Regions from separate parts of the Mus musculus genome. Here regions 2, 3, 4, 5, 6 and 7 are each linked to region 1. A link is a contact called in public promoter capture Hi-C data. All regions are on one chromosome and are shown on one strand. Each heading gives the region's core, a stretch centred on a gene start, on an enhancer-like site or on the middle of the called end of the contact. The rest is flanking DNA. Distances are from core to core; before and after follow the strand shown. Region 1 holds the start of Ndufb4 (NADH:ubiquinone oxidoreductase subunit B4). Region 2 holds the start of Hcls1 (hematopoietic cell specific Lyn substrate 1). Region 3 holds the start of Tmem39a (transmembrane protein 39a). Region 4 holds the start of Pla1a (phospholipase A1 member A). Region 5 holds the start of Adprh (ADP-ribosylarginine hydrolase). Region 6 holds the start of Timmdc1 (translocase of inner mitochondrial membrane domain containing 1). Region 7 holds the start of Iqcb1 (IQ calmodulin-binding motif containing 1).

The links. Promoter capture Hi-C pulls out the DNA fragments that hold promoters and counts their contacts. Capture Hi-C pulls out chosen DNA fragments and counts their contacts.
Region 2: a contact with region 1 is called in a promoter capture Hi-C map of pre-B cells, with 2.9 times the contacts expected there. The contact joins the promoter of Hcls1 here to the promoter of Ndufb4 in region 1. A contact is called at or near these places in 4 of 39 promoter capture datasets (hippocampal neurons, liver and pre-B cells), 1 of 484 Hi-C or Micro-C datasets (CD4 T cells) and 3 of 115 datasets of contacts at active chromatin or transcription factors (bone marrow-derived dendritic cells, heart atrium and memory CD8 T cells).
Region 3: a contact with region 1 is called in a promoter capture Hi-C map of liver, with 3 times the contacts expected there. The contact joins the promoter of Tmem39a here to the promoter of Ndufb4 in region 1. A contact is called at or near these places in 9 of 39 promoter capture datasets (the 3T3-L1 cell line, 3T3-L1-derived adipocytes, the C10 cell line and 5 more), 2 of 484 Hi-C or Micro-C datasets (CD8 T cells and regulatory T cells) and 2 of 9 other capture datasets (adipose tissue and liver).
Region 4: a contact with region 1 is called in a promoter capture Hi-C map of liver, with 3 times the contacts expected there. The contact joins the promoter of Pla1a here to the promoter of Ndufb4 in region 1. A contact is called at or near these places in 4 of 39 promoter capture datasets (the C10 cell line, cranial neural crest, embryonic stem cells and 1 more) and 1 of 484 Hi-C or Micro-C datasets (embryonic stem cells).
Region 5: a contact with region 1 is called in a promoter capture Hi-C map of liver, with 4 times the contacts expected there. The contact joins the promoter of Adprh here to the promoter of Ndufb4 in region 1. A contact is called at or near these places in 8 of 39 promoter capture datasets (the 3T3-L1 cell line, 3T3-L1-derived adipocytes, cranial neural crest and 4 more), 1 of 484 Hi-C or Micro-C datasets (embryonic stem cells), 3 of 115 datasets of contacts at active chromatin or transcription factors (bone marrow-derived macrophages, embryonic stem cells and memory CD8 T cells) and 1 of 9 other capture datasets (adipose tissue).
Region 6: a promoter capture Hi-C map of liver shows a contact between it and region 1, with 4 times the contacts expected there. The contact joins the promoter of Timmdc1 here to the promoter of Ndufb4 in region 1. A contact is called at or near these places in 10 of 39 promoter capture datasets (the 3T3-L1 cell line, 3T3-L1-derived adipocytes, cranial neural crest and 7 more), 6 of 484 Hi-C or Micro-C datasets (CD4 T cells, LSK cells, erythroblasts and 3 more), 4 of 115 datasets of contacts at active chromatin or transcription factors (astrocytes, large pre-B cells, memory CD8 T cells and 1 more) and 2 of 9 other capture datasets (adipose tissue and liver).
Region 7: a promoter capture Hi-C map of pre-B cells shows a contact between it and region 1, with 3 times the contacts expected there. The contact joins the promoter of Iqcb1 here to the promoter of Ndufb4 in region 1. A contact is called at or near these places in 6 of 39 promoter capture datasets (the 3T3-L1 cell line, 3T3-L1-derived adipocytes, hippocampal neurons and 3 more), 1 of 484 Hi-C or Micro-C datasets (CD4 T cells) and 1 of 9 other capture datasets (liver).

What each region holds. Positions count from the first base shown.
Region 1 is chr16:37,652,622-37,656,005 of GRCm38.p6, reverse strand. Ndufb4 (NADH:ubiquinone oxidoreductase subunit B4) reads left to right here and starts at 1,638. Exons shown (of 3, transcript NM_026610.1): 1 at 1,638-1,826. The coding sequence starts at 1,647.
Region 2 is chr16:36,933,391-36,937,222 of GRCm38.p6, reverse strand. It overlaps Hcls1 (hematopoietic cell specific Lyn substrate 1), which reads right to left and starts at 2,240. Exons shown (of 14, transcript NM_008225.2): 1 at 2,149-2,240.
Region 3 is chr16:38,561,150-38,564,657 of GRCm38.p6, reverse strand. It overlaps Tmem39a (transmembrane protein 39a), which reads right to left and starts at 1,844. Exons shown (of 9, transcript NM_026407.3): 1 at 1,528-1,844; 2 at 357-543. The coding sequence starts at 469.
Region 4 is chr16:38,430,998-38,434,441 of GRCm38.p6, reverse strand. It overlaps Pla1a (phospholipase A1 member A), which reads left to right and starts at 1,297. Exons shown (of 11, transcript NM_134102.4): 1 at 1,297-1,638. The coding sequence starts at 1,566. It overlaps Gm36333 (a long non-coding RNA gene), which reads right to left and starts at 1,226. Exons shown (of 2, transcript XR_384843.4): 1 at 939-1,226.
Region 5 is chr16:38,450,574-38,453,977 of GRCm38.p6, reverse strand. It overlaps Adprh (ADP-ribosylarginine hydrolase), which reads left to right and starts at 1,289. Exons shown (of 4, transcript NM_007414.3): 1 at 1,289-1,449.
Region 6 is chr16:38,521,406-38,525,215 of GRCm38.p6, reverse strand. It overlaps Timmdc1 (translocase of inner mitochondrial membrane domain containing 1), which reads left to right and starts at 2,553. Exons shown (of 7, transcript NM_024273.2): 1 at 2,553-2,875. The coding sequence starts at 2,682. It overlaps Poglut1 (protein O-glucosyltransferase 1), which reads left to right. Exons shown (of 11, transcript NM_172380.4): 11 at 1-158.
Region 7 is chr16:36,827,137-36,830,604 of GRCm38.p6, reverse strand. It overlaps Iqcb1 (IQ calmodulin-binding motif containing 1), which reads right to left and starts at 2,205. Exons shown (of 15, transcript NM_177128.4): 1 at 2,113-2,205; 2 at 1,532-1,601. It overlaps Eaf2 (ELL associated factor 2), which reads left to right and starts at 2,346. Exons shown (of 6, transcript NM_001113401.1): 1 at 2,346-2,554. The coding sequence starts at 2,449.

The DNA of each region.
Region 1 (3,384 bases), core at 389-2,888:
GTGTGCCTTGAAGTTGATCTTTCCCCTTAGTGATAGTGTGTGGGGGTGGGGGTGGGGGAGTGAGGAGTGTGAGTGGGAGGGAGTAAGGAGGGGTGGTGACAGGGGGTGGAGCATTGGAGGGGGGATGGGAGCGGGAGGTGCAGAGATGCTGAGAGCTGCATGTTACCTTCATTTACTCTCCAAATCATCTTTCCTGTTCTTATTCTCTTGAAACAGAGGTTTGTGGTGTACCCCAGGCCGGCCTTGAGCTCAGAGCTCCTGCCTCAGCCTCCCAAGGGTTTGCGGGAATGCACTGTTATTCTGCTTGTTACTTTCCTATCTGAAAGGATGTCTTTTACTTTCAGCACCTGAGGAGTGCTGAGGATTTAAGAGAGGTGTTTTTGTTTTGTTTTGTTTGCATTTTCACTAAGGTATTTACTCAGGAGTTTCATTCTTTATTATTTTCTGATCTACTACAGCCAGGTAAAACTTGCTCTGTAACCCCACTCTCCTTTTAAACAGTATTTTATGTCTTCAAAAGATAAGCTTATACTTAGGTGGTGAAGAACCAGTCTGCCTCCATCTTAGGTTTAAAAGCCATCTGATAGTAAAGACAAACTAAGTTAAACAAATTAACTTGATGAATTAAAGCTGTTAATTAATCAAAGATTGGGCTATGCCCCACCTGTAACCTTAACTACAAATGGTTCTGTACTGCCTGTTCCAGGAATAGCACTCACATTTTTGTTTCAAAAAGTTAATGTTTATCTTGCAAAAGGTTTGTATGGGTACCTTGTATGACTACCTGCTGTTATGACTGCCTTTGTGTCTTTGTTTCAGGAGACTAACTTATTATGCCTATATTCTGCTCCTGTAACTCCTATTTTGCCACAAATCCCCCATTTAGAACTCCTCTACCTCTGAGCTATAAAAGCCTTCCTCACATCCAATGAACCTTGCCTTAGGAGGAGGCAGGGGGAGGCAGCTCGTGTACAGGAATAAAAACCTGACTTTAATTAATCTGGACGAGATGATCTGAGTCGGTGGTCTTTCTCCTCCCATCTTTGGGGTTAACAGTGGATTGGTCCTAAAGTGGTAACCTTTAGAAAGCTTATTCTCTTTTTTGTTTGGGGTGGGGCGTAGCTAGGGAAATGTTTGAAAAGCAATTTCATTGTTTTCAATGTCTCATTTAATTCCAACAACCTTGCTAGGAGTGCAGAGTCAAGGTCATTTCTCCAGGGTAAGAAAAAGGAAATTTGGGAGACACTAATGACCTTGACTAATGACAAGGTCACCCAGGTTGGAAGAACCCACCCTGGACTGTAGGACTTCAGGAGTCACAGACAACCCAGTTTCCCAGTCTCCTCTAGTCTACTCAACTTCAGGAAATCAGTTCTGCAAACAAGTAGTAGCACAGAGAGAAAAGGAGTTTACCACCAGACAAGAGGAGGCAAAACGAGAAGCAGTGCGCACGCGCAGAATACGCGGGACGAGGGCGTGAAGGAGGATTGGCAAAGGCTCCACCCAGCCTCGAACCCCACCCCTCTCCCGCCCCTTCCTGCCAGAGCGCCTTGTGCGCGCGCAGGCGCACTTCCTGAGCCTGAAGGTCAGACTCGAGAGGGCAGCCCTCATATCCGCGCAGGCGCAGATGTGCGCCGGGAGTCAAGATGTCGGGTTCCAAGTATAAGCCTGCGCCCCTGGCCACTCTCCCCAGTACCCTCGACCCTGCCGAGTATGACGTGTCTCCGGAGACCAGAAGGGCGCAGGTCGAGCGCTTGAGCATAAGGGCCCGGCTTAAACGGGAGTATCTGCTTCAGTACAACGACCCCAAACGCGTGTCGCACATCGTGAGTGGGGCCGGGCGGGACTGTGGGCCGGGGCAGCCGCATCTCGCGTGGGCACACGCGGGGCCGCCCAGCTCCCTCCGTGTGCTGGACACCGGCCCCGAGCCGCACAGCCCTTGGCCCTTCAACTTCGGCCTTCGGCTCAGTGGTCAAAGGGATCGGACGGCTTCCCCCTTGGTTTAGAGAAACTTGTTCCACTCTGCATAGTCTCGGCTTTCTTGTCTGAAACATGGCCATAATATGGTCCTTCATATCTTTTGAGGCAGATTAACACATGACTGACTAATCTAGCACAGTATCTTCCTCGAAAAGGGCGTGCTCAAGCCCGGTTCTCCCAAGTGTACTGCATAAAAAGCTGTTTTGTGCCATTCAGCTCCTAACTCTCAAGGACACTTCTTTCTTTCTCTTGAGAATAGGGGTTGTTCAAATGAAGTGTGTTATAGAAGCTGAGGCTTTGATGCATTCGGCTTTGGAAGCAGACCTCATGGCCCCATATAATAACCAACTATGATCCCTGGGCAATTTACGTAATCCCTCTCAAACCATAGCTTTTTTGTGTTCTCGTGGAAAATGGTGTGCATCCGTCAGATTTGTGAAATCAAACAAGAAAGTACGTAGCATTACTATGTATGTAACATACATCACTAAAAAAATATTTTGGCAAGTGTGCTTTTAGACAGTTTCTTCTGTAAAAGCTGTCTAAATATCTCAAATGGGATTTTTTTTTAAATAAAGATTTTCCAACAATTGCATACATATTCTCTATCATTTTTGAAAGTTAGAACAACCAAGGGAAAGTTACACAAAGTGGTCAGGTTCAATGCTAGTCTCCAGGTGGCTCAGAATGCCAGGTCCTCCAGCCACAGCCTCACATACTGGGGTTACTGCCACTTGAAACCCATGCCTGGTCTGAAAGACATTTAAAAAAATTAAATGTCGCAGTCATTCACAGAGGTTACTGTGTTAGTCTCTTGGCTTTCTAGATGAGACTGTATGGACAGTGACACCCAGAAACAGGTCACACACCCTAGTCTGTGTGACTTATATTACCTTCTGCACAGATAGAGTATCCTCAAGCAGACCTTTGTTTACATGGTGAAAGAGATACACCTGTTCTATACTATAAGCTAGATAGCATGGGATTGTTACTATTTTTTTTTTTTTTTCAGACAGGGTCTGAATATACAGCAGCCCTGGCTGTCCTGGAAATCAGTATGTAGAACAGGCTGGCCTTGAACTCACAGAGATCAACCTGCCTCCGCTTTGTGAGTGCTCACATTAAAGGCATGAACCACAACACGGGGCCTGTTTGTTTGTTTAACTTTTTAAAAGTAACTAGAGTAAGGCCTCAGTCAGATGTGAAGTTTGAACCCCCAGTCGTCTGTTTTTTGATCTCTGTAACCCAGGGAAGTTTCCATTTCGCATCTCTAATAGAAATAGAGACACCTGCCTCCTTAGCTGCCCCATTAATCGTTTACCAGCCAAAACTTGTGCACCCTTTGTCTAGTCTTTAGGGGTAACTAATTAGGTCAAAAATAACTGCTCAGGACCTATTATGAGA
Region 2 (3,832 bases), core at 991-3,490, 720 kb after region 1:
GGATGCTAAAGTTGACTACGTGAGCAATGGAATGTTTCCTTCTGCTCTTTCTCATCTCATTTATCTTAAGATAAATCAGTAGCCCACCCATATATGGAAAAAATTTAGTATAGGTGTAGGTAACACAAGACAACCTCTGTCAAAGTGTTGGGATTGTTCATTATGTCCACAGCTTGTAGGGGTGACCCGTGGTCATACAACACCTACCACAGGACTGCTGTGGCACCTCACTCAGATTTCTCCAGGGCTTCCTTTTTTAGCTGTCAGGACATAAATGAGTCCAGTGTCCCTCCTGTCTATAATCTGCCTAGCTACATTGAAAATGCTCCCTGTCTGTGGAAGACTGCCCCACATTTACTGTAGGACTGACTGGTCACTCACAGCACAGCTGTAGGTCACCAGTGGGACAGACTAGTTGAACTACTCACACTAGCTGAAAGAAGAAAATACCATGGCTTTATTTTTATTATGTAAATGTTCAACTATATCTAAAGACATAAGCATTTACATGTAAAATGTAGCACTCCCTCTTTTTGAAACACTATGTGAGAATTAACAACTAAGTAAACATTACAAAAGTCTTGGGAGAATGCTAGTTTGATTGGGTGTCAATCATTGTCCCACTGGACACTTGTGTTTTATTGAGCCTTGCCAGAAGGGTGTGAGGAAGAACTGTCCGGTCACACTGTGGGTTTTTGAGGAGAGGTAACAAGGGACAACACCCATCTGGTCTGGTAGCTTTTTGGGACTTCCTGGCTCAAAGACTCTGCCTATCCTTCTTTGTCGGGTGCCACCACCACCGAAGAGCTTCCTGGTACTCATTGCTCTCCCAAAGGAGACACCTTTACCCACTCATCCCCAAGGCTCTGCTTATCTAGGCCCCAAGTCTCCACTTTCTATCCCCATCTGGAAGCCTCCATCATTGCCCACATTTTATAATAACCTCTAGAAGATTAGCCCCGAAGACATCTGAGGAAGATAGGTTAAATAAAGATGTGGGAAGGAGTGGTGAGTTACCGTGGCCAGAGTCACTGTGAGCTATTAAGAACATCTGTGCCTCCCCCAGTTGGTATTAGCTACTAACAGGGGGTAAGACACATAAAGAGAACCTATGACCCACAGCTTAAGGCCTCACTTTGACATGTCCTGGCTCTCAGGCTACTCTACCACAGAAGGAAACTGGAAAGGAGAAGTCAAATACATTTATGAGCAATGAGGAAGCAGTGAGGTCCGATGGTCTCATCTTGCCTGATTCTCCAGGTCTCAGTTCATCTCTCCCATCAGCCCCTCATGCTCATGTTTAAGAGCAAAATAACTTACTATTCTTGTACTGTCGATTACTAATCAGGAAAGCTGCTAACTTAAAGTAGGAGGCTGGAGACAGGCAATGAATGCTGGGCATATCCAATACCTGATGACAGGACTGACTTATGGCATCCATAGGTGAGAGATCCATGGACACTGCAGTAATATGACAGCCCCTGTGAGACCCCTGTCTGTCACATGACACAGAGTCTATACTACTTAGTCAGAGACTAGACTAAGCCATCCATCAATATTAACTTCCTTGGGCAAGTCACTGATTGTTGTGATATTGTTTCCCAATGTTAAATAATTAAGGGGTTAACACAGTAGATCCAAAGCTCCCTCTGTAACACTCTGGGATCCCCACAGACATACAAAGTTACACCAGCTGAAGTCATGTTTGCATTTGACTCCTAAAAGCACTTGGCTCAGCACCAGTGTTCATTGGTGGTTAAATCCTGTCCCCTTACATTTCCCATGGGCATTTGTGTCCCTGTGAGGCCATACAAAGGCACACTTTGTCCTCATCTTCCGTGGGTCGCCTTCAGGTTAGCACACTGGGGCAGCCACCCTTTAGAATGGGCTGTGTAGATCATCAAGGGCATACTAGGGCCCAGGGTCCTAGATATGTGCTCAATCATGCTCCCCGAGTGCAGGCCATTTCCTTGTTCCCATCCTCAGATGTTCATTGTCAACCACTGCACACAGTCCTTAGGGCCATCAAGAGTTCAGCATCTATTAGTAAAGACCTCCCTTAACAAGGACTAAGTGCTATGTAGACTTCTTTTCCATACTTCCCTGTGCTCCCAACCCCTCACAAAACCCCCAGCTCAGAGCACCCACCTTTACTGGTTCCTGGTTACGGCTTTTCACATCTACACCAGGCGCCCCCTCCAGCGGCTGCCACTTCAGGGTAAGTAACAGAGCAGCTGCTCCAGTTCCGTTTTCAGGTTTTCTGTCATTTCCTGCCACACTGTCCTCACAGCTACTTCCTGAAGTTTGAGTCAGTTCCTTATACTTTGAGTACTTAGAAGGGTTAAGTGTTTCTGTGTCTAGTATTTTGCAAAGTTTTTCAGGTCACGGGAAAGTTATAAAAATGACCGTGGAGACACATCCCTTATCAGTTAAGACACAATAAGAATGCTGCAGGACTGCTCTGTGTCCTACGAAGGACAGTTGCATCTAAGTAAAAGAATTCAGAACAAGGCAGGTGTGGTAGTGAACTTCTGTGATCCCAGCACTTAGGGGTACCCTGGGCTACAACATTGTTGTAGAAGCCTGGTCTGAGGAAGGAAAAATGTGTGTGTGTGTAGTCTGCAGCAATCAAAAAAAAAAAAAAAAGGCTTAGTGGAAAAATGATCTGTATGTTAATTTTGAAGGGAAGTCTTAAAAACAATTTCTCCTCCTTGCTTTCTGCAGTACCTGAGACTCACACATAACTCACGAGGAAGGGAGAAGGCAGAACGTGGAGGGAGAAAACTCCCTAGCTTGATGGGAGGCTGTGTGGAGTCTGAGCTCACTTACAGAGTTCTGACTACTGGCCTTCTCTAAGCTGGTGAATTGAACTCTGACATACTCTACACTGTCAACATCTGCAGCCCTCCCCTTCTAGCTTCAAGTCAAGACATGCTCAGGTGACTTGTTGAGCCAATGAAATAGACCCTTTCTGATGTGAAGGCCACTGAGAACTTTGCTATGCTTTTACTGGCTGCCTTTCAAATAACCACCTCCCTGCTTCCACCCTCCATTCCTCACCCACCCCCGTCCCAAGCATGGCTCCTCTGGCAGCCTGGAGCACTGACAGGCAATAAAGATAATGAAAATAAAGTTCCAAGGATCTCTGGTTGAAAAATAATCCTACTAAGAACTTGCTTTTGCATCTGAGCCTGGCTCTCCTTATCCCAGTCATCTGTGGACTCTGACTTGCCTGGCTTACAGAGAATGAACCCACAAGGGTCCCAGGTTGGTGAAACTAGACAGAAGGGAACATTCTGTACCAACAGAAAGCATCTAAAGTCACTTCCCAGGGGATTGATTCTAGACTTGGAGCACTTTATTTGTTCTAATAAGGCTATTTATAGTTGAGGAATATGTAGAAAGGGGTAGCCTTAAATTAGGGCTAGACATTGTACCTCACCACACAGCAATGCACAGAACCATAGAACTTCAGCGATGACACCAAGGAAACCCACTTCCCCCTCACAAACACCCCATGTTCATCCCTGAGCAGAACAGTGCTGACATACAGTGAGCGTTGAAGCCAAAGAGAACAGGTTCCCATTAATCCTCTTCTACCCTGTGATACTGGGTCAGCTTTTCCCAAGTGGCAACTTTGTATAAGAGCATGATGTCTACCCAACCCGCATGAGCTATGAAAAGTCTCCTTCTGCACTGTGTTCAAGGAGAGCTTGTTGTTTTAGACACTCTTGCTATGTAGCACAGGCTAGCCTTAACTTACTATGTAGACAAGACTGGCCTTGGACTTATGGTCCTCCTGCCTCAGCCTCCTCAGTGCTGGAATTACAGG
Region 3 (3,508 bases), core at 595-3,094, 910 kb before region 1:
CAGGCATGCAAGTGGTACACAGACATACATGCAGGCAAAACATCGGTACACATAAAAAAATAAATAAAACTAAAAAAAAAAAATTTATGTTAAAAAAAAGAAAAGGAAAGGAAAAGGAAGGAAAAGAAAAGAGAAATGGACACTTCTACTTTGTGGTCCCTGCGTAACATCATTCTACCTGCAAAGAACTCTGAAAAGTGAAACACTAAGTTTTCAGTCTTCAAAGGCAGAATTCCTACTTCAGTGATAAGTTTGATAAGCAAACATTTGAATAGAATTATTTTGTATTAGTCTCACTGATAACAGGCTATTACAAATCATGCCAAGTGTTAAGCATAGAATTATATGTTCTTTACCTGTTCCTCAAGCCCGTCCCATTGCCACAGCCGCCGCCGACCAACGTCTGTATGGAAGGTAAAGCTGACCGGCTTAGCTGCTGCCGACTGGGACCCCGCCTTCTACTGGGCATGTCCAGGAACCAGGTAATTTCCAGTGCCACCTGAAGTTGCCACCCAGGCTGATGACTGTCAACTTATTTCAAATCTGAATAATATTAAAAAAGAAAGAAAGATTGTAACTTTTTCTAGAAGTCAGTATAACAAGCAAATGTTAAAACTCAGTGAGCAGATCTTATAAAATCCAGATTGAATTTTCAAATAAATGTTCCTGTCCCTATATACTGCTTGGATCTGGGGTAAGGTCAGAGGTTTAAATTCTGAGCTCAGCTGTATTCAGCATTAAGGCAACTCCCGGCTGGTGTCTTGTCTTGCTGACTTTTTCTTAAATAAAACAAGACTACAATCTACAAGGTGGCATTCTACAAGAAACACCACAACTTACTCGATTCTAATTTGCAATTTCACATTAAAATCACTTGAAATACAGGAAATATCTCTGTCCAAAATATGAGGTTGTTATCAAGGAATCTGACTAAGATTTGCCGCAGGTTTCTGACCTTGACCAAGTCATTTAACCAGAGTTTGTTTCTTCATTTCACTCAAATGGTTGCCCGTTTCAGAAAAGCTTCTGTAAAACCGCTAAGAAATTAAATGAACGTGCAAAATTAAAGGGCTAAAGAGATCTTCAGGGGGGAGGTGGGCGGACGACGACATTATGTTTTCCTCAATTTCGGCAAACATGGTTCTGCCAACATATACCACGTATTTCCTAAATACGACTAAAAATACTCTGAAAAAAAAAATTTTTTTTTTTGCTTAACATTACTACTGTAGAGGGATCCGAGGTTCCCTAGTCCACTGTAGGCTAACAAACGCCAGGTGGGACAAAGACTCCAAACTGTTAAAGGCAAAGAAAGCTGATCCCTGCTCAATTAAAGAGAAAGTACGGTGAGGGCAAAAGGCTGGGGCGCATCAGCGTAAGATTGTTCGAGGTGGAAGGCGAGAAACCACAAACTTGACTGGACTAAACCTCCAAGACGGAATCACCTAGTGGTCTCAGGCCGGCGGCCGAAAGAGCCGAAGCACGCCAGGGCCGGCGAGATGACAAAGCAGGTTAAGTAAAACTCACGCATGGGACAGGCTGGCCACGGAGAGGGATCCCTGGGAGGAGGCGGCGGCTTCACAGCCGCGACCCCGGGCACCCAAACTCACTCCCTCCTCTAAAGCGCTCCAAAAACAGCTGCCGGGACGCAGGCAGGATCCCACTGGACAGTCGAAGAAAGCTCTCGGGTCGCTAGGTTACCAGACCCAGACCGGGAGTCCGTGCCAGAGCCAGAGCTAAAGTCAGAAGCACAGTCCGACCCCATCACCAAGACTCATCATCCTCAGCCTCCATCGCCCGGGAGCTGAGGAGACGTGGCAGCGCACAGCGATGACGTCAGCTCTGCGTCGCGCTGGCCCCCGGAAACAGGCTTGCGGCCAGCAGAGCTGGCTCGCCCTCCTCCCGGCGCACCTGCGCAGTGGGACTCTCCGGCGCCCGGGCTTTCCGGCCCATACGTGCCCGGCGGAGTTTTTCTGTTTGTTGGTTAGTTTGGTTTTTGGTTGTTTTTTTCCCCAAATTTTCCCTGGCTCCAGTCAGCTAGTGTCTAGAGAAATGCTTGGAGAAGAGAAGGGAAATTCGGAGATGCCACCTAAGATCACGTCTTTCATATGCAAACGACTGTGACAAGCACGTCGGACGCCTGCCCCTTGCAGGGACTGAATATTAAATAATGAACTAGGTAGATAATAGAAATAAAGAATGAGTTCTAGAAAAGTTAAGTCTAATAAATAAGAGAACGCAGCAACAAGCTTCAGTAATGCTGTTAAGAACAATAAATTCACAGTTAGAAGTATATCTGAGCAGAGCAGTGGTGGCGCACGCCTTTAATCCCAGCACTTGGGAGGCAGAGGCAGGTGGATTTCTGAGTTCGAGGCCAGCATGGTCTACAGAGTGAGTTCCAGGACAGCCAGGGCTACACAGAGAAACCTTGTGTCAAAAAAAAAAAAAAAAACGAAACAAAACTACATCTGAGGTCCAGGGATGGCACTAGTGCCAATACTGTAAAGGGTCTGAAGCTCCAAAGATGAGTAAGCTGTTTTCCGAGGACAGTACGTGGTAAATAAAAAGATATGGAGTCTCAATTGTACAGCTTACTTTACCATGCTGAGTTCAATCCCTAGCCTTCACCCTACCCCCCCCCCCAAAAAAAAGATAGGCAGCCCAATGTTGCCCAGAACTGTCAGTAGTTTGATATCAAAATGAAGCAAGCCTGATAGGGCTGGAGAGTTGGCTCAGCAGTTAAAGAGCACTGAATGGTCCTGAGTTCAATTCCCAGAAATCACATGGTGGCTCACAACCATCTGTAATGGGACTTGATGCCCTCATCTGGTGTGTCTGAAGACAGCTACAGTGCACTCACATATATAAAATAAATAAATCTTTAAAGTAGAAAAAGGTAAAATAAAGAAGAATAAGCCTGGTGTGCCGGTGGAGGCCAGGGGGATGCAAATTATAACTACATTGAGATGCCATCTCACCTCAGTCAGATTTGCTATCATCAAGAAAAAAGATAAATAGATATAAATAAATCAAAATGTTGGCTAGGATGGAGAGGAGAAGGATCCTTACTCACAGTTGGTGTCAGTATAGAAAGGTGTAACCACTGTGGCCTTCATGATGGAGGTGTTTGAAAATGAAAACAAACAAAAATCACAATGACAGGACCTGGCTGTACCAGTCCTGACCATATGCACCCAAAGATAGTTGCACATCCATGTTTACTACCGTTTCATTCACAACAGCAAGGAAATTGAGTCAGTCTACATGTGCATCTTCAGATGGGTGGATCATTAAAAAACCCACGATGGTTTTTACTAAGCTTTAAAGAAAAATGATGATAGAACTGGAAAATATTATATCAAGTAAGGCAACAAGTTTGAAAAGAGAAATGCCACGTGTTCCCTCACATATGCATATTGTTTATGTGTGGGGGGTGGGGTGGGGGGGCATGTGAATGCCAGGCCAAGAGTGTGGAGGTCATAGGACAACCTTGGGTACTTTCCACCTA
Region 4 (3,444 bases), core at 48-2,547, 780 kb before region 1:
GTCAGCTTGGTGCTTTTGTGGGACTCCTAACACTGGATCTGTGACTCATTTGCCTGTCCTTGAGACTCTTTCCCTTATTTTGGGTTGCTTTGTCTAGCCTCGATATGAGGGCTTTTTGCTTTGTCTTATTGTCATCTTGCTTTGCTCCATTTGGCTGTCATCTCTTAGAGGCCTTCTGAAGAGGAAAGAGATGGGGAGTAGATCTCAGGGAACGAGCATGTGGGGAAGAGCTGGGGGGAGTGGAGGGAGGAAAAAATGGTCAGGAATTATTGCATAAGAATCTACAATAAAAATAAATAAAAAAAAAACAACAAATGAAAATGGTGGCTTTCTATGGACTCTGGAACTGGAAGGAAGAGACAACAGTGGGTAGGAGATTCATTCTTCACCATAAATTTTCATACATTTCAAATTTTACTTCGTGTGTGTGTGTGTGTGTGTGTGTGTATGTGTGTGGCAGAGATCCATGTCTGCTGACTTCTACTATCTTTCAAGACAGAGTCTGTCACTGAACCAGGTACTCACAATTGCTAGGCTGCCCATGGATACACCCAGGGCAGTGGCTCTGTTCTGGTATAACCTGTCCAGCTCTAACCCCCTACCCGGTATCACCTTTGTACGCTCTGGATGTTCCCGGACAGGGCTGGAAAGCATGTGTGCCAACAGCACTCCTTCACAAAGCTACTCTTCCGAAAGATGATGCTTGCCTGCTTCCGGCTCTCCGCCTTGTAATGGTGTGCTCCTGTTGCAGGAACACTGACCCAGGAAGGGCCCTGCCCTGCTCTAGCCTGCAAAAATATCAGATTCTGTGGTCTCCACTACCCCTGGAGTGAGGTGGCAGCACGAGAGGACAGACTCCCTGGCTCCAAACCCAGGCTAGACCACATCCATCAATAGTGTTCCCACGTCACTCACATCTCCTGCTCTTGGTTCTTTACCTGTGAGCTCAGGCATCAAGATGTCTCTTCTCTTGGGTTGGACTTGACTTCCTAACCTCGAGAGGCTGTGGAAGGCAGCAGTACTTTGCAGAAGCAAATTGGATCTCCCTTTACTCTGTCCCATAAACGTACCCATACGTGTGTCATTGGCTGCACACCGGGTGAGGTTCCCTAGGGATCCAAAAGTGAAAGAGCTTTCCAGCCTCCAGCTGCTCAGTATCCCAGGGACAAATATGTCCACAGAAATTCCATTACGGTGAGAGTTTTGTAACCACTGGGAGATGAAAGGCTGCCTTGGGCCATCACTGAGATTTCATAATGGGAAAAAGTCACTTCCTGATCTTCTTTGGTGCAGAGAGGAAGAACGGTATGTTTCAATGTCCCCTGCTTAAAAAAAAAAAAGTGGGAAGGTTGGCTCATTTTCATTGAGAAGAGGAAACTGAAAACTCCAGAGGTTAAACAAATAGGAAGGTTTATTTATTTATTTATTTATTTTACAAGCCACAGAGCCAGTTAATGATTCCTAAGTCCCAAGTGGGTGTTACATGTTTGCTTGAAGGCTGGGCCATGTGACATCCCAGGCTTGGGGACTCTCCTTCATTCTGGCTCCAGGACTCCAGCTCCACGATGCGTCCTGGCCTCTGGGAGACATGCTTCTGGTTGTGGGGACCACTTTTATGGCTCAGCATTGGAAGTTCAGGTAAGCCAAGGGCTTGGGTGGAACCTTATTTCTTAAACTGTCCTCTTACACAGCACTGACTTTGGAAGGTCCCCTAAAAGTTCTTTATCTCTGGCGGCGATTTTAAAAGAAAGGGGAAAACCCTCTTATCATAACGGGAATTAGTGGTGAGACCAGTGCCTTCTTGGGACACCAAAACTGAACTTCCCCCATCTCCTGACTCATTTTTCTAAAATCCGAATTATAACCCTTTTCACCTTGTTCAAGCCAAAGTGACTGTAACAAAAATTACCTTTGACTAACTCTCAATATTAATTTTCATCCTACTAACGGCTACTGTTTTCTATGTAGTTACTTTTTAAATTTTTTTTTTCAAGACAGGGTTTCTCTGTATAGCCCTGGCTGTCCTGGAACTCACTCTGTAGACCAGGCTGGCCTCAAACTCAGAAATCCACCTGCCTCTGCCTCCCAAGTGCTGGGATTAAAGGCGTGCGCCACCACACCCGGCTGTAGTTACTTTTAAGTTTGCCAAACTAACTTTTGGGAAAGTTCAAGAACATTTTTGTCATACACACACACACACTCGCACACATGCACTCACATATGTATGCACACACACACCTCACAGGCCTGCACACAGGCAGAACAATCAGAAGGGTCTCGTGTCTCCACCTCCCAACCACAGACTGCTTTTCTGTCCTCCCCTAAGAGGGTTCCCATCTCTCAGCTTCTGAACGCCCACCGGGACTTGCTCAGACAGCGCTATTTCTAGCCTTTGCCTCTTGGGAGGGGTCTTTCCTCAAAGCAATTCACTGCCCTGCTCAGCATTTCCAAATGTGTTCCAAAGTCCGGATCACACAGATCTATTCTCTCCTTACACCCTAGGCAGCTTTTCCTCGGCTTCCTGTGGGGTTTTTGTCTCCCTTGGTTGTTTGTTCCTATAAGGGGTGGGTCTGGGGCTCCAGTCTCTTGCGTACATTTAGTCCATGTAGGACAGGCTTAGTGAATGGTACTGCACCCCTGCCCAGTGAGCAGCAATGAACTGGGGGAGTACACGCTGAGCCGGCAGACATGGATTAAGTATATCTATCTGTCTTTGTGTTTAGAACTTTGAGGAAGTGACTTTTCTTTATCTGTCCTTGGAGACTGTCCTTACCAAATTGGGATGCTGTCAAGGACTACAGGAAGTGCGTGCACAAACTGGACCTGTAACAGTCGCTTATATTCGGGTGATTGTATTTATTATTAGTGAATAGTTGATGGGAGAAAGGGGGAAAGAACTGTCACAAGCCACTTTAGGAAAAAGATAAGACATATCCCAGATGCTCCTAGGGGAACTTCGGGTGCTGTTGGGAGAGGTGGTTCAGCAGGCTCCTCTGTTGCTTCACAGCAGCTCTGCCCCTGATGGGGGGTGGGGGGAAGGTGTTCCCTGCCAGGCCCAAATTGAAATGTCAGGGTGGGAAGACTGGAAGAGAATTGTCCCCACACTTTCTTTGCAACCTTGCCTGGCAGCAAGCTCACAGTTCCAGACACAGACGGAAGATCAGAAGCCTTGAGTTAGGTTATTGGGTTGGGGTTAGGATAAGGACTGATCAGTTCTAAGTGTGGATGGGATTCCAGGTACCCATGCAGGAAGAGAGCAGGCAGTGCTTGCTAGCAGGGTCTCCAGAGCCCTCCCCCATCGGCTTGCCTTTGTTTGCTGCCCTCTTTCTTCAGACAGACCTTGCAGGCCCAAGCTTTTCTATTTCCCAGCTATTCCCTGACATTTCTGCCTTAACTAAGTACTGTTGTCAACAATGACGGTGGTTTTTTGGGCTAACGTTTCCT
Region 5 (3,404 bases), core at 40-2,539, 800 kb before region 1:
AGTGTTAATGTTTGTGGACATTTGGAGTCACATTAGTAGTTGATAAAGCCAGTTTTTAAGAAAGGATATAAAATTCTATTTAAAAAATGACCCCATTGTTTTAAAATCATATGCATACCATAAAGACTGATATATGTATCAGGGGTAACATCTAGTTTCTATTTTTCTCTAAAATATCTTTAGATATAATATAGAAAAAATATTCTAAAAGATATAAACTAGGTGTGGTGTTGTAAGACTGAAATTCTAGCATTCTAAAGGTAGAGGCAGGAGGATCACGAGTTTGAGACCAGCCTAGTCTCAAAAAATAAATCAAAATTTAATTTTCCTTCATTCCTCTCTTTACTCGGAAAGCTTCTTGTTCCTCTTCTAATTATTTGCAATTTGATGCTTACCCTTCCAAGCAACACACACACATTTATTAAATATATTAACTTTCCTATGACTTATCAATTTATTTTTGCTTAATAAAAGTCCCTAAACTCCACGTGAACACCTCCTTTATTATTGTGATTAATAGATTTATTTACACAAGAATAGAGTCACCAACGCCAAAATTAATAGATGTTAAATGTTCAGTTCAAGTTTCCTTCCCAGATAAGTCTTTCCTTTTTTTCTGTTTTGAAGACATAGAAGAGGGGATGTGAGTTCTTGGGAGTAGGTCTGAAATTTTTGAGCAGACATGTTCTGATCTTAAGTCTAAGGAGTCAAAGCAGGATCTTTGATGTGCGTCAGGGTCACTGTATAGAAGCAGATACTCCATTTAAGCACAAGGCCCGATTTGTGCCTTTCCGGAGACGAGGCTGTACCGAGCTGGGTCGAGGGTACGGGGGAGTGTTCACTGGCACACGTTTATTCTCGGAACCTGACATCTGGGCTCAACGCCGCCATTGCCACCTTAGGGTTTTAACAAATCCAGAGTCATAATTTAGGGGAAAGAACCTTAAGAGTTCCCCTCTAAGCTCCCGTTTGAAACCCTTCTGTGGAGAGCACGCAGAACCACGGCTGAACGGACTAGGGTTAGAATCGGTGAGCCCAAGCCGCTCTGGGCGGTGGGTACCAGGCTCTGGGAGTCCAACGGTCCGCGGGGCAGAACCCTGGCAGGGCAGAACCCTGGCAGGGCGAGCACGAGGCTGGCCGGACACCACTCCACTCGGCCCACACGCAGCGCGGAGCGGTTCCCGAGCTGATGCGCAAGGCTTGGGCGCCCCCAGCACCGCCCCTTCCTCCTTCCGTCCAGTGCGGAGGACGCGGGAGGACGCAGCTCCGCCGGAAGCCGCTGTGCGCCAGCGACCCGCCCGGCCCGCGGCTCCGCCCCTGTTCGGCTTTTGGCTTGGGTGCCCACAGCAGGACTCCTGCGCCCGGTACCCCGCCTCCAGCTCGGGCAATCCTGCCCTCGGCTCTGGACCACCCCGATCCCGCCCCACGCTCTCAGCTCCGCCTCAGCAGGTACAGCCAGGAGTCCCCGAGCCACTCTCCTCTTACTGACCTTAGTACCCGCTCGGTCCCGCTCTCACCTCCAGACTGGTGCTAGGCCAGTGTCCTCAAAGTGGCCACCAAGACTTTCCTGAGTGCATCGCGGCCTCCCCTCCCCTCATCCCCTCTCCCTATTCCTCTTTCTACCCAGGCCAGGAAACCAATGGGAAATCCCGAAGTGTACTTCGGCTTTGATTGTATAGTTTGATGGCTTTGTCACCTGTGCCCGTTTAGAGTGGGTTAAGGAATAATGACTTCTGAAGGGTGGGTCTGGGCCAGGATGGATGCATGTGCCAAGGTGAAAAGGAATTTCAAAGAGAAAAGATACTGGCTACTTCCTCCGTAGGTTCCCACACTCTTCCATGGAGAGCTCAAAAAGGGAACCTGGAGCATTGGGAGGAGAAGGTGGGGGCGTTAGTCCTTAGTTCTCAGAGGTTAACAAAGCTAGGGCTTCGAAAACCTGGGCCAAAACAGGACCTCGGAGAACGAGGCCTTCCTCCCCCACAGATGGGAAACAGATGGGAAACTCCAGCGTGAGAGGATTGTTAGTGGTCACAGAGCTAACACAAGAGACTACAGAACTCTAGTTCCTAGCCGTTATTTATACATAAAACACACACACACAACACCACACACACACAACACACACACACACACACACACACACACACACACACATGTAATCAGGATCAAGCATGGAAAAGCCAGATCTTTACCCTTAACTGCTTCTCCAGGTCTCTGCTGGCCTGTGCCCTAGACCTGAGCAGTGTGACTAGATGGATGGTGGAGGTACCTGGGCTTGAACTAAACCTAAAATGGCGGTTAGAGGAAGAAAGACAGGTGGATGGGAAGAGCTTGGGCTGAGGGCAGGGGTGAGCTAGGTCTTTTTGCCCCTAAGAGTGTTTGCCCCTGTTCATGGGGAGGCTGGGTGCGTGGAGGGGGCAGACAGTGGAACACTGAATCACCACACGGAATGGGTGTCATGGAGCCCTGGCCTGAGTAGAGTAGAAAATGTGTACACCGGGAAGCCAGGGCTTTAGCAAGGATTTCATTTGTGGTGGGAATAGCATTTGCAGCCCGGCACTATAGAACTTTTACCATATAGAAGACAGACAAGGGGCTGGAGACATGGCTCAGCAGTTTGAGAGCACTGGCTGTTCTTCCAGAGGGGCTCAGGTTCAATTCCCAGCACCCACATGGCAGCTCACAGAGCCAGTTCCAGGGGGCCCAACACCCTCACACAGATACCAGTGAAGCCAAAAAACTAGAGTATGTAAATAAAACTGAATATAAACTAGAATATGTAAATAAAACTAAATCATTTAAAAATTTTTAAATATTGCTGGTAAAGGGAAAATTGCTTATAGAATTGGTTGTAGATGGATAATAAAAATAATCACAAAGTTGTGCTCACTATGTACTTTATGGAAATTCATTCATTCATTCATTCATCCCTCATTACACATCTGGGTTTTTCCATTATCACTTTACCTGAGCCCAAAGTTAAGGCCAGGGCCCAGACCATGTAATATGAAGCATTCTGGCGGCAGGGAACTAGGTCGGATTCCATGGTCTGTACCTATTGATTATGTAAACTTAGCTTCCATTTCCTCATCTGTAAACAGTTAGCTGTAGTGTCACTCTCCGCACAAAAGAGAGAGAGATCTTCCAAAGCGAATATCAGGTGATGGAGAAGATGGCAGGCCTGGCTTGACCTGTGGGTTTTAATGGGCTGGCCACTCCTCGAGAGACCACGACACAGCTGGAGACAAGCTTTGGAGTCGAGCTTTGGGCTGTGATAGAGTCCCAGCCCTCCCCGCTAGCTCTGTGGCCTGATTCAGTTCTCTTAATATTTACAGAGCTGCATTCTCTCCACGATGACTGACTTACTCTTGCTTAAGACCCTCGAGCAGCAAATCCCTCATAGA
Region 6 (3,810 bases), core at 1,304-3,803, 870 kb before region 1:
GTGATTTCGAAAATGGTTTGTATGGTCACACTTCTGAAGATTTCTGTTATCATTAATACTGGTTCGGTCCTAAACGTAACCATTGGCTCCTCATTTACTTACTATAGAAAAGACTACTATTGTTTTCAATATAACCGAATATAATATGTTTTGTAAGAGTTGTACTTGGTGAGCCTGGAAAAGAGAACCCATTGACCCAAGAGAAAAGTGACTGTGGGTGGAAAAAGTGGTTGGGTTTGATGAGCAGAACTCAGCTGGGCTGAGGGATAAGCGTTGGTTCTAGACAGAGATGATTGAAACCCTTCACTAATGGTTCCTGTTAGCAAGTCCATGTCCTGAGGATGAGAGAGCTGTGTATGTTAGAGGGTATTTTGACTACATTTTGACTGACAGTATTGCTTTGAGACCCTTCAAGATCAGAGAACAGAGCTGGGCGGTGGTGGCATATGCCTTTATTCCCAGTACTTGGGAGGCAGAGTCAGGTGGATTTCTGAGTTCAAGGCCAGCCTAGTCTACAGAGTAAGTTCCAGGACAGCCAAGACTACACAGAGAAACCCTGTCTCGAAAAACAAAAAACAAAACAAAACAAAAATCAGAGAACAGAAGAGGCGGAGTGTTTCTCTGCTGGTAAAGGAAGGTAAGGTCTGGTAGCTTCGAGAATGTGGGAGGCTGAGTAAGAGAGAGAGTTAAGGTAGAGCGGTGAGATGGACCATCACCAAGGGCCTAGGGAAATTCTCGGTACTAGGTACCAAAGGCAGCTTTTGAGTCTTTGGGGCTAGGATGTAGGTGAGTGGTAGGACACTCGCCTGGCATAGGAGCATTTTCCAGGACCACCTAAATGGAAAAGGGAGCTGAAGAGTTTGTGAAATCTATCTGGTACTAAGGAAGACCTTGTTTGTCTCTACAGGATGTTGGATCCTGGGGACATCTGAGCTATATGTAATGGTTTTTAACATTTTATTTTATGTATTTGAGCACCCTGTCTTCATGCACATCAGAAGGGAAGATCAGATTCCATTACAGATGGTTGTGAGCCACCATATAGTTGCTGGGAATTGAACTCAAGATCTCTCAGAAGAGCAGCCAGTGCTCTTAACCACTGAGCCATCTCTCCAATCCCCATAGGTAAATGATTTTGTTAGTGTTTGCCCAATCTTTGCCCTGTCCTCATTCATGTCGACCCTGATTCTAGAAAGTTCAAGTGCAAAGGATCATTTCCGGGACCTCAAATGTGTCAAAGAAATGCACTCAGCTCTTCTCACAGCTAAGCTAGACAGTCAACACATTCATTTTGTTGGGCTTTCAGGCCCTGGGACCCTAATCCCAGTGACCACCTCTGAAAAATAGACCAAGCAGGCATCAAGCTAGAGCTAGGAATTGGGGTCTGAATAATTCACTCAACATTTAATTACTTCAGGCAAGTGGATCACTGAGATGGAGGCCTGCCTGGTCTTCAGAGCTAATTATGTGACAGCCAGGGCTACACAAGAGAAACCCTATCTTGGACCCTCCTTCCCTCCAAAGAAGATAATTACTTAACATCTACTTCATGGTATAGACTGATTGGTGATTCCTAAGTCCAAATCCAGAGATGAAAGCACAGCTTCAGTCCTCTTGATAGAGATCAGCAAATAGGCAATTATACCACTGCAGTAAATGCTAATGGGGGCTTCATTCACGGCACTTTCCTGAACCTCATCTGTAGAGATGTCCCACAGTCAACTCCCAAATCCTATTACTATATCCTCATGAAAGTTTGTAATCAATCACTTATTTAGGTACTCCGTGGAAGTGACTGTAGAGCACCACCAAGCTGTATATTCATTGTGGTACTTTAACTAGAAAAGAAAAATAGTAGGTGAAAGGGTTTGCAAAGACTATGAGATTTGTGGTAACGACCAATAACTAAATTACACAAAATGATTGGGAATATTTTTACCTTGGTAAACAAGTTTTTTGGTTTTGTCTTGTGTTGAAAGAAACAGGAAATAATAGTTTCAGTTATTAAATGATAATTCTAGATCTTTTGCCTTCTCGGAGCAGTAAGCATACGGATACTTGTAGTGGAGCCCACGTTATGGGGAAAAAAATGCCCACAGCTGATATTTCAAAAATAGTTTTTAAATCTTGGACCTTTTCGGGTGCGCCCTAAGGTTAGACTCTGCTCCGCCCAGGAAGCTCCTCCGGCCCGCCAGGGCGTGGCCTAGAAGCGCATCGCCTACCTCTTTCCCCACTGCGCTTGCAGTGATTAAAGTACTGTCCCCTTCTGCGTGGCCTTCTGCATCTTACATGAGCCATCTCACTTAAGCCCCTGAGCACTTCAAGCTGAGCAGGTCCAGAAGACCAGAGTTACGGGGCGCAAACGCCAAAGGACATCACTGAGATGAAACGAAACGGCCGCCAACTCACTTCCGGGGCTCGACTGATCCCTAACCCTGCGCTACCGAAAGAGCTCTCAGTTCCAGTTTCTACGTCCCGAGCCCCGCCCTCACCCCGCCTTTGCGCGACTAGGGGCGGGGCTTCCGGTCTCCTTTCCGAGAGCTTCCGGAAGTGAGCCGGCTGGGGACCGGATGTGAGGTTCAGTGTCCCCCAACGTGCCGCTAGTGGGCTGTACAGGTCACCCTCTCCCACGGTGCCCGCCGACCCTGGGGTGTCTGTCTCTCTGCGGGTAGGAGGGCGCCATGGGCGCGCCGCCGCCCGCTCCCCGCAGCCGCCTTTGCGGAGCCTGGGGTCCTTTCCCCCGAGTCTTTGCTGCCGGTGCGGTGGCTGCGGATTCCCCAGGCTTTGTGGAGGATCGGGAGCAGCGTTCAGGTGTCTCAGACCCCGGTTCCCTGGAATCCGGATGGGACCGCCTCCGGCAGCTGTTTGCCAAAGAGTAAAAATGTCTCGGGTGTGTGGGGAGGGATGCTCGGGGGACGGCCGCAGCCCGGGCGAGCTCCAGCGCGCGGTCCCTGCGACGCTGAAAGTTCTCTCTGCCCGGATAGTGTCCGACCTGGTTGACATGCAGCCTTCTGAGTCGGATTCACTCAGAGTCACACTCTTAAGACAGTATCGTTCTCGTGAAACCAGTACCCTAACTTTACATATTAGAAAAATTGGATTCATTCGATTATTGTCATGTAGTATCACTGGGAACTATATTGTGAAGTCTACACTAATATTGTTTTTTCGTATTTCGTTTGATTTTTCTTTGTCAGTAATGGCTTTATATACTCCAGAAGCTGGAAGGACAGAGAGAATTGTTAATTTATCATTATTATTTTGCACAAGAAAAAAAAAAAAAACAGTGACAACTGTTCTCCTCCTCCTCCTCTCCGCACCTTCCAGCAGCTCTGCCCCCTTGTTCCCACCTCCATTGTTAAGAACTACTTGTATGTGGGGGTCGGTATTTGGGTATGGGCAGTAGAGTGCACATGCCCTCAGCCAGAGGTGTCAGATTCTCCTGGATCTGGAGTTACCTGGAGTCACAGTTACAGGGGTTCTAAGAACTGAACCCGGATCCTTTGTAAAACTAGTACACGATCTTAGCTGCCAAGCCATCCCTCTAGTCCCCCAACTCTCCTTTTTGAGACAAGAGTTTTGCTGTGCTTGTAGACCAAGCTGGCCTGAAACTCAAAGCTACAATCCATTCTCAACCTCCCAGATTTTGGGATTACAGCCGGGTCTTCTGGGATTCTGGGCCGAGCCTCTCTTTTTTTTTTTTTTTTTTTTCCCTGATGGGGGTTGGTCATCTGCCACAGATGTTACACGCCCAGCTCCATCTCCCTTTGCAGAAGATACTAAAATAAACTATGTGAGGAGTAAATGATT
Region 7 (3,468 bases), core at 956-3,455, 830 kb after region 1:
TTCACTATAAAGTACAGCTACAAATAAGACAATGTATGTGTTGAATCCTGTGAGCCCGTCCACCTAATCACTGAACCTGGAGATGGTTTGGAAAACCCCACATACTAGACCTAAGAAATGTTATGAAATTATAACAAAATTTAAAATTACTTATAGTCTATCAATTCTAAAATTCAAAAATCCACACCTCAATTTTTTTTTACTAAAGCTTTTCTATATAAGTCTATATAGTTTTCTAGGTAGTTTTCTATAGTTTTTTACTAAAACTTTTCTTTATAACTTTTCTATATAAGTATTTGAAGCTCAATAGTATCATTAATATAAAACATATTTTAATTAATAAACATATTTATTATGAAGAACTGTGCTAAATGGGTTTTAATGCATTATTTTATCCTTTCAATGGGGTTATGAAATAGTTACCATAATCATCTTAAATGTGCAGTTAAGAAAAATAAAACTTAGCTGGACATAGTGGCACATGCCTTTAAATCTCAGCACTTGGGAAACAGAGGCAGGTGGATCTCTGTGAGTTCAAGACGGACCTCTATATAGTGAGTTTCAAGACAACCAGAACTATAGTGAGACCCTCTTCTTGAGTAAAATATAAATCATTAATAGACAAATCCACTGAAACTATTTTAAAGAAAGCCCAATAACATTCCTAGCATGTAGAAGATGTAAAACTTTCCAAGAGAATGCATGTTGTCTTACTCTTTCCGGTGTCTACATTATCCTGTTCTTTGTAAGAATTCATCAAAATATGCTTAAACATTCCCTTCACTGGTGGCCATTCTGATTGCAAATTACTTTATACAATATGGTAATAAAATCAATGTGAAAGTATACATCCACTCACTTGTGCCACTGAACAAATCCCTCTTGACATTAGATGGCCACAAAATCAACCACCTGGGTTTCTCTAAACCAGTGTTTTCATCTATGAACATAATAGCCATCCCTTGTCCCTAGACTTCAAAATTTATAAGGCATTCAGCAATGATTAAGTCTAAAAATATGAAAGTATTGCTGAACCCAAAATAATTATTTAGAGAGCATGTATTAACTCATTTAACCACCTCAACAATTCTAAGGAATGGCATTATTTTTTACATAGCTATTATTATTTCCCCAATTCTAATGATAAACACATTTGTTTGATTTGCTTGCACAAAAATCACATTGAGAGTATGAAGCTGACGTACAAGCCCAGAGATTCTGGCTTCAGAACCTTCGTGCATAAATACATTGAACAATCTCTCCTTGTATCTTTAAAGGGTAGAAGGCAAAAAATAATCCCTCATCCATCTGAAAAAAATAAATTGACAAACCTATTTAAGGTAGAAGTGCTGAAAGCATAGTCTGATGCCACAATTAACCTGAAGAATCACCTGAGGGGGCTCACTGTAGACTTTCTCTGAATAATCCTCCAATACAAAGCACGCTTTCTCCTACTTCATAACACTTCTGTGAGGTGGGGTGTGTGTGTGTGTGTGTGTGAAGGCAATTATCAATCAATTGACGCTCTTACCCTACTGCTAGACTGATCTCTGAGAAATCAAGAGTCCCAAGGCCGCGCTCTTCAGTGCTTCCAGGAATCACTACAGAAACAAATGCCAGAAACAAACGTACAGCAGTCAGTTACCCCTAACCCTAGGCTTCTCCGTCGCCTCCGGAAACGCCCCCTCCTCAGGTCCTAACCCCGGCGGGAAAAGCCTGTGTTTTTAAAGGGCTAATTAAAAAATAATAAATAAATAAATAAATAAATAAGAAAGAAAGAAAGAAGAAAAAATAAATAAATGAACGGCCCTTAAAGGTAACTGCGCGGCTTCCAGAGGTTTCCAGTCTGGTCACATCACCTGAGGGGGCGCGGCTGGGGTTCCAGACCCGCCTCAGAGCAGCTAGGCCTCAGGAGGCCCCAGGCCTGGGCCCGGCCGCCACCTCTCGTCAGGCGTCCGTTTCCACACCAAACCTGCGGGCCCGGCGCGGAGGAGGCCCACGCTCCCGTTACCAGGCCCCGCCAGGCAGTTCTGCCCTGGGTGTCTGGCGTCCTAGCTTCCCCGCCCCCCTAGGGCCTTTCCTCCATCCCAGCCGCCATCTCGGGTCTGTTACCTCATCTCTTTCCCCGCGTCCGTCCACCTCAGGGCCCGACCCGCACAGCGTACCTCAGCGAGGCGGTCTCCGCCGAGCTGTGTGCGTCGCGACGCGGGAAGGGGGCTAGGGGCGGGGATGGTGGCCAGGGGCGGGGCGGGGCCCTGGGGCGAGGGGCGGGGCAGGTGTCTCCAGACAGCCAATCAAGACTCGGGGCGCTCCAAGGGGCGGCCGCACGCGTCTGGAGGTGAAAGGAGCTGGTCCCGGGCACCGAACTCAAGCTCGCAGCCAGTGCAGCTGTTCCAGAGGCTGTGGCAGGGGACGGCGAAGGCCAAAAGCGGGAGGCAGGGGACGAGGATGAGTGGACCAGCGGGACTTGCATACCTGGACCGTCGCGAGCGGGTTCTCAAGCTAGGCGAAAGTTTCGAGAAGCAGCCGCGCTGTGCCTTCCACACCGTGCGCTGTGAGTGCAGACTGTACCCCGGGTTCCTTCTGGGATGGGAGGGTGGTATGGAGACAGACTCCTCCGGATTCTGTAATTCTGTCCCCGCCGCTCTTTGCTCCCCGGGAGACCAGATGGCACAGTGATCCACTACCCAGTTGCCAGCCTCTGTGCAGGCACCTGGCGTCCCACAGTGTAGGAGAACCCTGGAAGGGTTTAAGTGAGACTGACAGACCTGAGAGGAAGTTTTGTGGGACGATCTGCACGGGTGGCTGTGGAGACTAGCGTGACAAGTGGATGGTGCAGAGTTTGAAAAGGTGACAGACAGATGGAACAAAGGACCGAATGCAGGGCAAAAGTGATGTGGAGAGGCCACAAGGACATTTCTTCCCCATTCTGGCTGATGAGGGTTCCCATTTAGTTTGTTCTTGGGAAGAGATTGTCAGCTGTCTCAATCGTTTGTATCTCTTTCCATCTCAGATTTCATGGTCAACTAAGTAATTACTGATTATCAAAAATTGAAAGATTTTTTTATCTAGTTTCTTTACTTTAAAAATCTACCTCCTAATGATTTCTACCCTTTGGTGTTTTGTTCTCTGGGATCTATTTTAATAGGTTATCTCTAATATTGTTGAAAAAGAGGTTATAATGAGCCTTTTCGTTTTAGTAATTAAATGAGATGCCAGCACGAAAAATATAACTTAATTTTGTATGTAAAACTTCTTTTTTGCATAATAGGCCACAGAATTCTAGCGCATAAGGGAAAGGTCACTGAGTTGTGACCTCTGTGTGTGTGTGTGTGTGTGTGTGTGTGAAATTGTAGATTTTTTTTCACATCTCTTTTGCAGCCCAGCTCTTCTTTACTGTCTGCTTGTCCTACATTCTCCACCATTCTGTCCTTTTCCTTACAAGGTTTATATTCTGAAAAACACTCA